Linked DNA regions of Danio rerio: region 2 is linked to region 1. Evidence: chromatin contacts called from public Micro-C data. All regions are on one chromosome and are shown on one strand. Each heading gives the region's core, a stretch centred on a gene start, on an enhancer-like site or on the middle of the called end of the contact. The rest is flanking DNA. Distances are from core to core; before and after follow the strand shown.

Region 1 (4,821 bases), core at 1,722-4,221:
TGCCCTGTGGCGAGCTCTGCATAGTTATATTGTTTACTTTGCCATTCATCCATATTTGGCAGGCTCGCAAAAACCTCAAAAGCCTGCGACACTTCGCCGAGGTTATTTATCGTATTGCCAAGCTACACAAACTCGTAAAAATCCATCTTTCAAGGGATAGTTCGATTCAAAAACCATCACATTAGGAAAAAGCAACATAAGCAGCCACGATTCCAGATGTGTTGCTGTCACCAGGCAAACAAATTAGATCAAGGAATGCAAAAGGGAGGTCTATGTGTCTTTCTTCTCACGTAATTACACAGCACAGAGCTCGCTGAGAGACGAGTGGCAAACCGCCCTGACGGTCTGACTAGTTTTCAGCTTCGTGCGTAAACTCGTACTCGGATCTAAATGAGTGGTTACTTCTGAAAATAAACAGAAGCGCTTGGCCGGATTCATAAGCGAGCGCTTGGAGATTTTTAAGTAGCTGTGAAGCTCCTGTGTGGACGCTGTGAATTTTCCCTTTGTTTGCCGGTGGTAAATAGTCCATCAGGGCAGAAACCCCTCCCTTTCTGCTCTCTCAAGCTAGAAACAGAGGTATAAACACACACACTCAAGCCTCCCTAGGTGCTACTTCACTCACCCCCTGATCGTACATATATTAAATATCCTCACTTGTGTTATTTAACAGGTTTAACAAAAAAAGGTCTATAGACCATTTCAATGTGGTCATGTCATTGGGCCATAAACATTTCCTGCTTATTATCAAACTATTTTAGAACTGTAACAAGAGGCAATTCAATCATACATTAATGTTAAAACAGCTACCATAACATCATTTATCAATATGTGGCTCTTTTTGGATTCCCGCAAGATTTAGAAATTAAAAATGTAAAACAGGAAATATTTTGGGACCATTGTTTTTGTTTCCATCCCTCAAAATAAAAAAAGCAGAATAAGTAATAAATAAAGATTTGCATAAGTTTTACTATTACAAAAAAAAAAAAAAGAGTATAAAAGTATTATAGAATAAAAATTCCTCTGCTGTATTAACATGCTAAAGCAAAATACTTCTTTTTCTCATGGAGTGTAAATATATACACACTGAAATTGTGTATTATTTTTAAAAATCTTTCCCAAATGATTATTCTACAGTATTTTTTACTTCCGTCTTATTTCTCTTAGCTGGATGAAATAAAAACAGCTTTTCACTTGAAAACTGAAAATTGAAAATATTTTTAAGCTCAATGGACACTTTTCACAAGACACGTTTTTATGACACATTTAATGGTCATCATAATCTTAAATTTAAATCTTAAATCTTAAAGATTTTTTGCAAACTGACAAATGTAGAAGTCCTATCAGCAAAGATATGACATAAAATATATATTAACCAAAAAAAAAAAAAAAGAAAACAGTAGAACTCTTAAATAAAAAAAAAAAATCTTACACTTTTCTACCCCCTTATATGCACCATCCCACCCATCTCCCACCCTTCCCTATTTTCTGAGGCCTTCAATAAGTATGCAAAGGTGAATCAAGACACATATAAATAAATAAACCAACTGAAAAAATAATAAGTAAATAAATAAATGAATGAATAAATAAATAAATAAATAAATGAATAAATTAGATGCATTTATGAATGTATTATAGCATCTTTGCGTCAAATTACAAAAAACAAATTACCACTTGTGCGTGGTATTTTTAATGCAGCATCTGGGGCTGAGTAAATCTGACCTTGTTCTCTCCTCTGCCTGCCTTCATCAGTCTCACACAACTTTTTTCCTTTTTCTGAACGTCTTGATAACACCATTGGGGAGTTTTTCTTTTATTATTTCAGCAAATAAGATTGTAAAAAAAACATTTGTTGTGCTCGCCGATTCACTGCGCTCTAGGCCTACCTAGACACCTTCCCCAACTGAGAAAACCGGAAATGTGAAACCCCCTTAGGAAATAATTATTTCGATTCAACGACTTGCCTAATCAACCTATCTTGCATAGTTTTTTTTCCAAATATGTTCATTATTTGTTTTCCTTCCACCCCCTACCCCCCCCAAACTAACCAAACAATAACGATGCAGCCTACAAAACAGCACACATCCACAGCGTTCTATATACACATATACATATACATATACACATTTAATTGACATAACTAAAAAAAGTAAAAAAATAAATAAATAAATTCAATTAATTTAATCTGAAAAATAGATAGACAAAATAACAAAAAAATAATACAATAAAAAAACTAAATATAATTGTTTACAAACACATAATTTACATAATAGTCATATATGGTTTCCAAAGATAGTCAAAGTCTTTCTGCTTGCCTTTGATGATATAAGTTAGTCTCTCGGGTCCAATTTTTTTTTTCCCCACAATTCTATGGATGGAGCATCCATATGTTTCCAATATAATGCAATAACCCTTCTAGCTTGAAAAAAAAAAAAAAAAAAACCTAAATCCAAAATGTTTGTCTTTCCAATTGTAAGCTCCATAGGATACAAACCAAGAATACAGAGCTTGGCATTCAAATGAATCTTAATATTACTATCTTGCATAGATAACCTAATTAAGTCTTTACATTTTTCTTTAAGCTGACTTTTATATCTTGTAAAATAACTAGAAAAATATGTACGGTCAACATGTCAAAGACAAATGAAATTACTTATTAAAAAACTATTATGTTCAAAAATGTGTCGAAAATATCTCTAGATGAACTTGTCTAAGGAGAATAAATAAAAGATGATGATGTTTAGATCAGAAGCAGTGACAATTGAGTATAGATACATTTTACACATTTTTTTAAGGAAAATGTTTCTATTTTTAAAAGATCACACTTGGATCTCTTTCTGTAATGCCACTGATTCTAAAAGGGTTCAACAAAAAGGAAGTGAATGGAGGACGTTGCTTTAAGCTCTGCTGTCCAGATCCATTAGCTCAAGCTGCCAGTGTCTGCCATGCGAGAAGGCACGTTTACACGACAGCAGTCTTTCACTCTGCCACCCGATGGACAGTATGAGCAATCGCACCACAGCTCCTCAGCAGTCTCAGCAAACAAAACCCCACACAAAATTCTCCTGGAGGTTATAAAAGCAGTAACATGCATTCATGTCGTCCTGGAATGTGGAGTTTGATGACTTTTACAGCAGTGGGAAATTCTCAAACTACTGCTGCTGGTGATTCATTGTTTACTTCTCACTGCAGAAGCCAATGCCAAGTTGCTACCATCAGCCATGCCCAAAACAGAACAAGATGCTTTGGGTGACTAACAAACCACATATAACTCTTACATATTGTGCGCTGCCACATAAAGTACGGTGGACGGAAATGTCCAATAAATCGCAACACAATAAGCAATGTAAACTAGGCCTGTGCAATTTGGGAGAAGATTAACTCCATTGCAAAACCTAACCCTATTTGATAAACTTACTTTATAAATATAGCCTATATACAAAGCATGTAGACAGGGGTGAAATTAACTAATAAGCAAGGTGAGCAGCCACTTAGGGCCCCGGGGAATTCGGTGGCCCCGACCAATGCCAAGAAGCCTATAATAATCATATAGCTCTTTTATAACTTTTTTTATCATATGTTGTAAAATCTGTCTATAACAATTAAGATTTTAACAAGATTTTTTTTCCAATATTGGGGCCCCGCATAAACTGTGGAATGTTCTTCCCATACTGCACATGCAAATATTAAAGGGTACTTAGGATGAAAAGCTTCTTTTGTAAGGTGTTTGGACAGAACTGTGTGTATGTATAGTATGTCCAGTCATATTGGGTTGATGAAAAGACAATAAGCCTCTTTATTTAAATTTCCTGACATTAAAATAGGATCCAAATCCCTTCCATTTTAAGGCCTACCCCAATGTGACGTTTGAGTGAGGTTTCCCCGCCAACTGAATTGATTGACAGCCACGTATTAACATAGTCTCAGTACTAACATGTATAATTATATCAACAAGACAGAACGTGCGCAAAGCAACTGAGATTAAAAGATCTGTTCAGCTCTCTATGGTCATCAATCACCATCAAATGTGATCAAGAATGAGTTTTACAAGTTTAAACATTTTTAAAACAGTGCATGGTGGTAATAAAGTAGGTTAAAAATGGTAAAAATTGCTGTAATTTATCACCACAGCCGCTTGTCAGTACAATTGTAAAAGAAGACGCTTCAATTGCTGTTTGTGGATGTCAAATTAGGTTTATTTTTGTACATTAACATAACAGATATCCATACAGCAGTGGATATTAACGCGTGTACTGTCACATTTGCCGTGCAAAAACTGAAAACAAAATGAAACGCGTGTTACTGTGTGTGAATGAACTTTGTAACAACATTGTGTGTGACTCATCGAAAGGCTTGAATTAACTCCACAACAAATACATCAAATAATCATTGGGAAAGTTCTTACTGTAGTATTTCTCACAAACGTTACGTCAGATTTGCTACAAGTCACTATACTGTTTATCTGGCGGAGATTGAGGCACACTCTGACAGGCAAGTGGGAATGGTGGATGGGGAGAACCAACATTAAAGGCACTGGCAACAAAAACTTAATTGAATTGTTTTATGTTCAATCCACTTAAATTTGTGAAAATTAATAAGTTAACTTAATTCCTTCATGTTGTCCCAACACAAATTAATTGTGTGAAACACAACATTTTTGACAGTGTCCTACGATTTGCAATGTTTCAAATGTGATTTGATTATGATTGTGTGTGATTATGTATCAAATCATGATTATCATTTGATTTAAATTAATTGCACAGCCCTAATGTACAATGCATGTGCGATTGAAAATATTTGCAAGCAATTATTTTTAAAAAGCAA
Region 2 (4,821 bases), core at 1,028-3,527, 170 kb before region 1:
AATCTATGCCATGAAGCATTAAGGCAGTTCTGAAGGCATAAGGGGGTACAACCCAGTATTAGTAAGGTGGGCAAGGTACCCCTAATAAAGTGGCAGGTGAGTGTAGCTTGAAACTAATTTAGCAAAAGTGTACATAACAGTGCATCCGGAAAATACTCATAGAGTTGAACTTTTTCCACATTTTTTATGTTATAGCCGTATTCCAAATTGGATTAAATTAATTTATTTCCTCAAAATTCTTCACAAAATAGCCCACAAGGACAATATGAATTTTTTTTTAATTGTTGCAAATTTGTTAAAGAAAAAAAAAATTTAAATCACATGTACAGAAGTATTCACAGCCTTTGGTGTGAAGCACTAAATTGAGCTCCGGTACATTCTGTTTCCACTGATCATTCTTCAGATGTTTCAGCAGCTTAATTGGAGTTTACCTGTGGTAAAATCAGTTGATTGGACATGATTTGAAAAGGTATACACCTATATAACGTCCCAGGGTTGACTGTACATGTCAAAGCACAAACCAAGCATGAACACAAAGGAATTGTCTGTAGACCTCGGAGACAGGATTTTCCCGAAGCACAAGGCTAAGGAAGGTTACAGAAAAATTTCTGCTGCTCTGAAAGTTCAGATGAGCACAGTGGCCTTTATCGTCCATAAGTAGAAGATGTTTGGAACCAACAGGACTCTTCCTAGAGCTGGCCGGCCGTTTTAGATGAGAGATCGGGGAAAAGGGCTTTGGTCAGAGAGGTGATCAATAACCTGATGGCCACTCTGTCTGAGCTTCAGAATTCTTCTGTGGAGAGAGGAGAACCTAACAGAAGGACAACCATCTGTGCAGCAATCCACCTATCAGGCCTGTATGGTACAGTGGCCAGACAGAAGCCACTCCCCATCTGGAATTTGCCAAAAGGCATATGAAGGACTCTCAGACAATAAGAAATAAAATTCTCTGGTCTGATGAGACCAAATTGAACTTTTTGTAGTGAATGCTAGGCATTGCGTTTGGGAAAAACAGGCACCGCTCATCACCAGGGTAATACCATCCCTACAGTGAAGGATGGTGGTGGCAGCATCATGCTGTGGGGATTTTTTTCAGCAGCATGAACAGTAAGACTAGTCAGGATAGAGGGAATCATCCTGAAGTAAAAACCTGCTTCAGAGTGCTCTTGACCTCAGACTGGGGTGACGGTTTATCTTCCAGCAGGACAATGCGCCAAAGCACAACGCCAAAATATCAGTGGAGTGGCTTCACAACAACTCTGTGAATGTCCTCGAGTGGCCCAGCCAGAGCCTAGACCTAAATCCTATTGAACATCTCTGGAGAGATTTGAAAATGCTTGTACATTGTCGCTTTCCATCCAACCTGATAGAGCTTGAGAGGTACTGCTAAGAGGAATGGACAAAAATTCCCAAAGACAGGTGTGCCAAGCTTGAGGCATCATATTCAAAAAGACTCGAGGCTGTAATTGCTGCCAAAGATGCATCAACAAAGTCTTGAGCAAAGGCTGTGAATACTTCTGTACATGTGATTTATCAGCTTTTTATTTAATACATTTTCAACAATTTCAAAAAATCTTATTTCACATTGTCATTATGGGGTATTGTGTGTAGAATTTTGAAGAAATTAATCAATTTAATCTGTTTTGGAATAAGGCTGTAACATAAAAATGCGGAAAAAGTGAAGTGCTGTGAATACTTTCCCGATGCACTGTAATTTTCTTTCAACCATGTATATTTTACACTGTCATGTCAAATTTACTTTCCAGACATATGATTGTTCCAATTCCAATTCATGACATAAATGCATGACATAAAAATGTTGAAAAAATTTTATAAATATAATGTAATAAGATATCAACATTGTGCTGTGTTCGTCATGTAAAAGTGATCAAAAGTTGCTTTACTGTAAGTACACGAAAACCTCCTAATGTACATATGAGAGGCTGCAGGTGGCCCAAAGAAGCTTAAGTTATTACTGACACCATCACAAAGCAAATGTTTGAGTCTCTGGACAGCTGCCACAGAGGATAAGTGTGAAATGGAGATTTCATATATCTCCGAGGATAACAGTGTAATCCAGCAAAGAGACCGGCAGCAACACGGACAGAAAAAAGGATGATCAGATAAAAAAAGAAGGGAGGGTGAAAAGAGAGAGACTGGTGTGGAATGCACAGGGCCGGCCAAATGTGAATCCAGTACCGCAGAGAGCATGAGGGAATGGAGATCTGCAATGACAGGAATGTGCGAGCGGGATATCATTAAGCCCTTCTAGTCCACACACGGCCACTAACACCACAGGGACGCACAACAACAGCAGCTGCTAATAAGACTCGGTGACTGCACACACGCTAGCCCGCCGCCAGAGAGAGAAGACAAATCATTACTGTGTGTTTCTGGCTGCTTCAAGATGGCCTCTTTGAAGAGCAAAGCACTTCCAAGTTTTCTCGTCACGCTGAAATGCTCGTGCCCTCAAGCTATCCAGACAGAAACAGGAACAAATTGCAGACGCGCTGACAGATTTTTAAATTGTGCTGCGAGACCTTTAGGTTGACTGTCTGAGGATGCGGAAGCACTTATTTTGTCATATGTACGAGTATAAATCTTAAGTAACAGGTAAAACGCAAAAAGTCAGTGAAATGTAGGCACTCTTTGCTCATTTGAAATTACGCTATGCTTACATTTGAGTTTAGTAAACTTCTTGTCATGTTTAAGAAAAAATTGAGATGATTTGAGCTTTGTGACATCACATTTAGCCATCATCACACAAGAATGTGCTGAGAAAATACCCCCACACCATTACAGACATCTGATATATGGCAATATATGCAAATTGCATGCATATTTATATTTGGATTTTGACATACAAACGTTCTCAAATATTTAGCAACATGTGCAACTTTAATTATAGCTTAAATTATAGCTATAATTTTGTATGTTTATTAAATATATTTGTAATCCCAATGGTCAAAAAATATGGAAATATTTGTAATATTTTAAGGTATATGTTAAATATGAAATTTCATATACAGTATGTGAAATCCAAATATGGACCTGTATGTCATATCATTTAAATATTGCCAATGCTATTTATCAGATTTCTACATGGGTGATCTGCATCATATCTGATACATCAGTTCAATTTTCCAGGTGTGTATTCCAGAAAGTAAATGTAACTTACCATGTGTTGAACCCCAAAACTCTCGGTTGATTACCTCTTTTTTTCTTCTTGAATTATTTTTTCAGGGTTTTTACCTTTATTGGATAGGACAGTAGAGAGAATTGACAGGAAATTAAGGGGAGCAGAGAAAGTGAAAGGATGGGCATAGGACCTTGAGGTGGGAATTGAACTCGGGTCACTGTGGGCACCAGAGTGCATGTGTCAATGCACTTATCACTATGCCATTCAGTTGATCAACTCTAAACTACTTACTCTTGATATGCTGGTTCCAAAACTGCTTTTGGATGCAAGTTCAATCAAACTAACAGTGAACACAGAAGACATTTTTAACAGAATGCTGAAACCATGAGCCACCATTGAAACATGCTAAAAAGCAGCATGCCATGCCTCTCTTCTTCTGTTTAATAGTAACATTCTTAGTGCAGATCGCCTGTTAATAGTTGCCCATTATTTTATAATCTTGATCTTAAATCTTTTTTTGTGTATAAAATTATGCTGCTTGTCAGATAGAAGCTTTAATTTCACTTTTTAAAATTCAAACTGTTTAAGTTTCAAGTGGATTTTGACTTGTGTCGGTTTATGTGGAGTCAATTAAATTTTGACAACAAATCAATGTATTATTTTCGAAGTACCTTCTGATGTACTGACCAAATAATGAATATTGAGTCAATGTTAAAATTTGATCCACAATGGATATGGTAATAATAATTCCTTACATTTATAATACAAATATATATTTTCTAGACACAGGTGGGGGTGGTTAGGATGCTATGATGGACAGAGGCCAGTGGGGAAATTTGGCCAGGATGCCGGGGTCAAACCCCTACTCTTTTTCAAAGGACATCCTGGGATTGTTAACAACCACAGAGAGTCAGGACCTCAGTTTAACGTCTCATCCGAAAGACAGCGCTCACCGAGTAGTATTTTGTCCCCTTCACTACTGGGGGGATAGGACCCACACAGACTGCAGGTTGAGCGCCCCCTGTTGGCCTCACGAACACCTCTTCCAGCAGTAACCTATCTTTCCCATGTAGTCTCACATCCAGGTACTGACCAGGCGCAGCCCTGCTTAGCTTCAGTGGGCGATCATGTGAGAGTTGCAGAGAGCTAGCTGCCGGTATTAGGATAGATAAGATACTATTAAGGATTCGGTCGTTCTAAGTTTGAGTCCCAGCTCATATTCCTTTCCAGCCTGATCTCACGAGAAAACGTAAGTATTTTACGTTTTGCCAGTTTAGTGGCTAATTCATACGAATTCGTACGAGTACAGTCGTACGAAATGGTACGATTTTAAAAAGGAGGCGTGGCACCTGACCCCACCCCTAACCCCAACCGTCATTGGGGGATAAGCAAATCGTACTAAATTGTACGAATTAGATCGTACGAATTCATACGAATTAGCCACTAAATGAAAAAGTTACGAATTGCCGTGAGATTGTGTTGTCCTTTCCCAATCTCCCAATAGCTACATCCCAATTCAAGTAAAGAAAAAAAATTCAAAACCTACTAGTTTTAATAACTAATTTTCTAATAAGTAATTTCTGCTATAATAGTCATGACAACATGAAATCTCGTTTGGGGAAAAAAAAATTATATATATATATATATATATATATATATATATATATATATTCATTACAGGG

What was found. A called contact is a pair of places that touch in the nucleus more often than the background predicts.
Region 2: a Micro-C map of caudal fin shows a contact between it and region 1, with 4 times the contacts expected there. The contact joins two enhancer-like sites. A contact is called at or near these places in 3 of 18 Hi-C or Micro-C datasets (caudal fin, hematopoietic stem cells and an unstated tissue) and 1 of 4 datasets of contacts at active chromatin or transcription factors (caudal fin).

What each region holds. Positions count from the first base shown.
Region 1 is chr23:25,709,006-25,713,826 of GRCz12tu, reverse strand. The region is part of intron 2 of rerea (arginine-glutamic acid dipeptide (RE) repeats a); the gene reads right to left. Among named protein-coding and RNA genes, the nearest start is that of rerea, 82 kb to the right of the region's middle. Within about 2 kb of position 2,971, at least 11 of the 62 cell types and tissues checked have an H3K27ac peak or open chromatin away from gene starts, as enhancers often do. A contact at or near this core is called in caudal fin, where this site is marked.
Region 2 is chr23:25,880,392-25,885,212 of GRCz12tu, reverse strand. No RefSeq gene overlaps it. Among named protein-coding and RNA genes, the nearest start is that of samd11, 76 kb to the left of the region's middle. Within about 2 kb of position 2,277, at least 26 of the 62 cell types and tissues checked have an H3K27ac peak or open chromatin away from gene starts, as enhancers often do. A contact at or near this core is called in caudal fin, where this site is marked.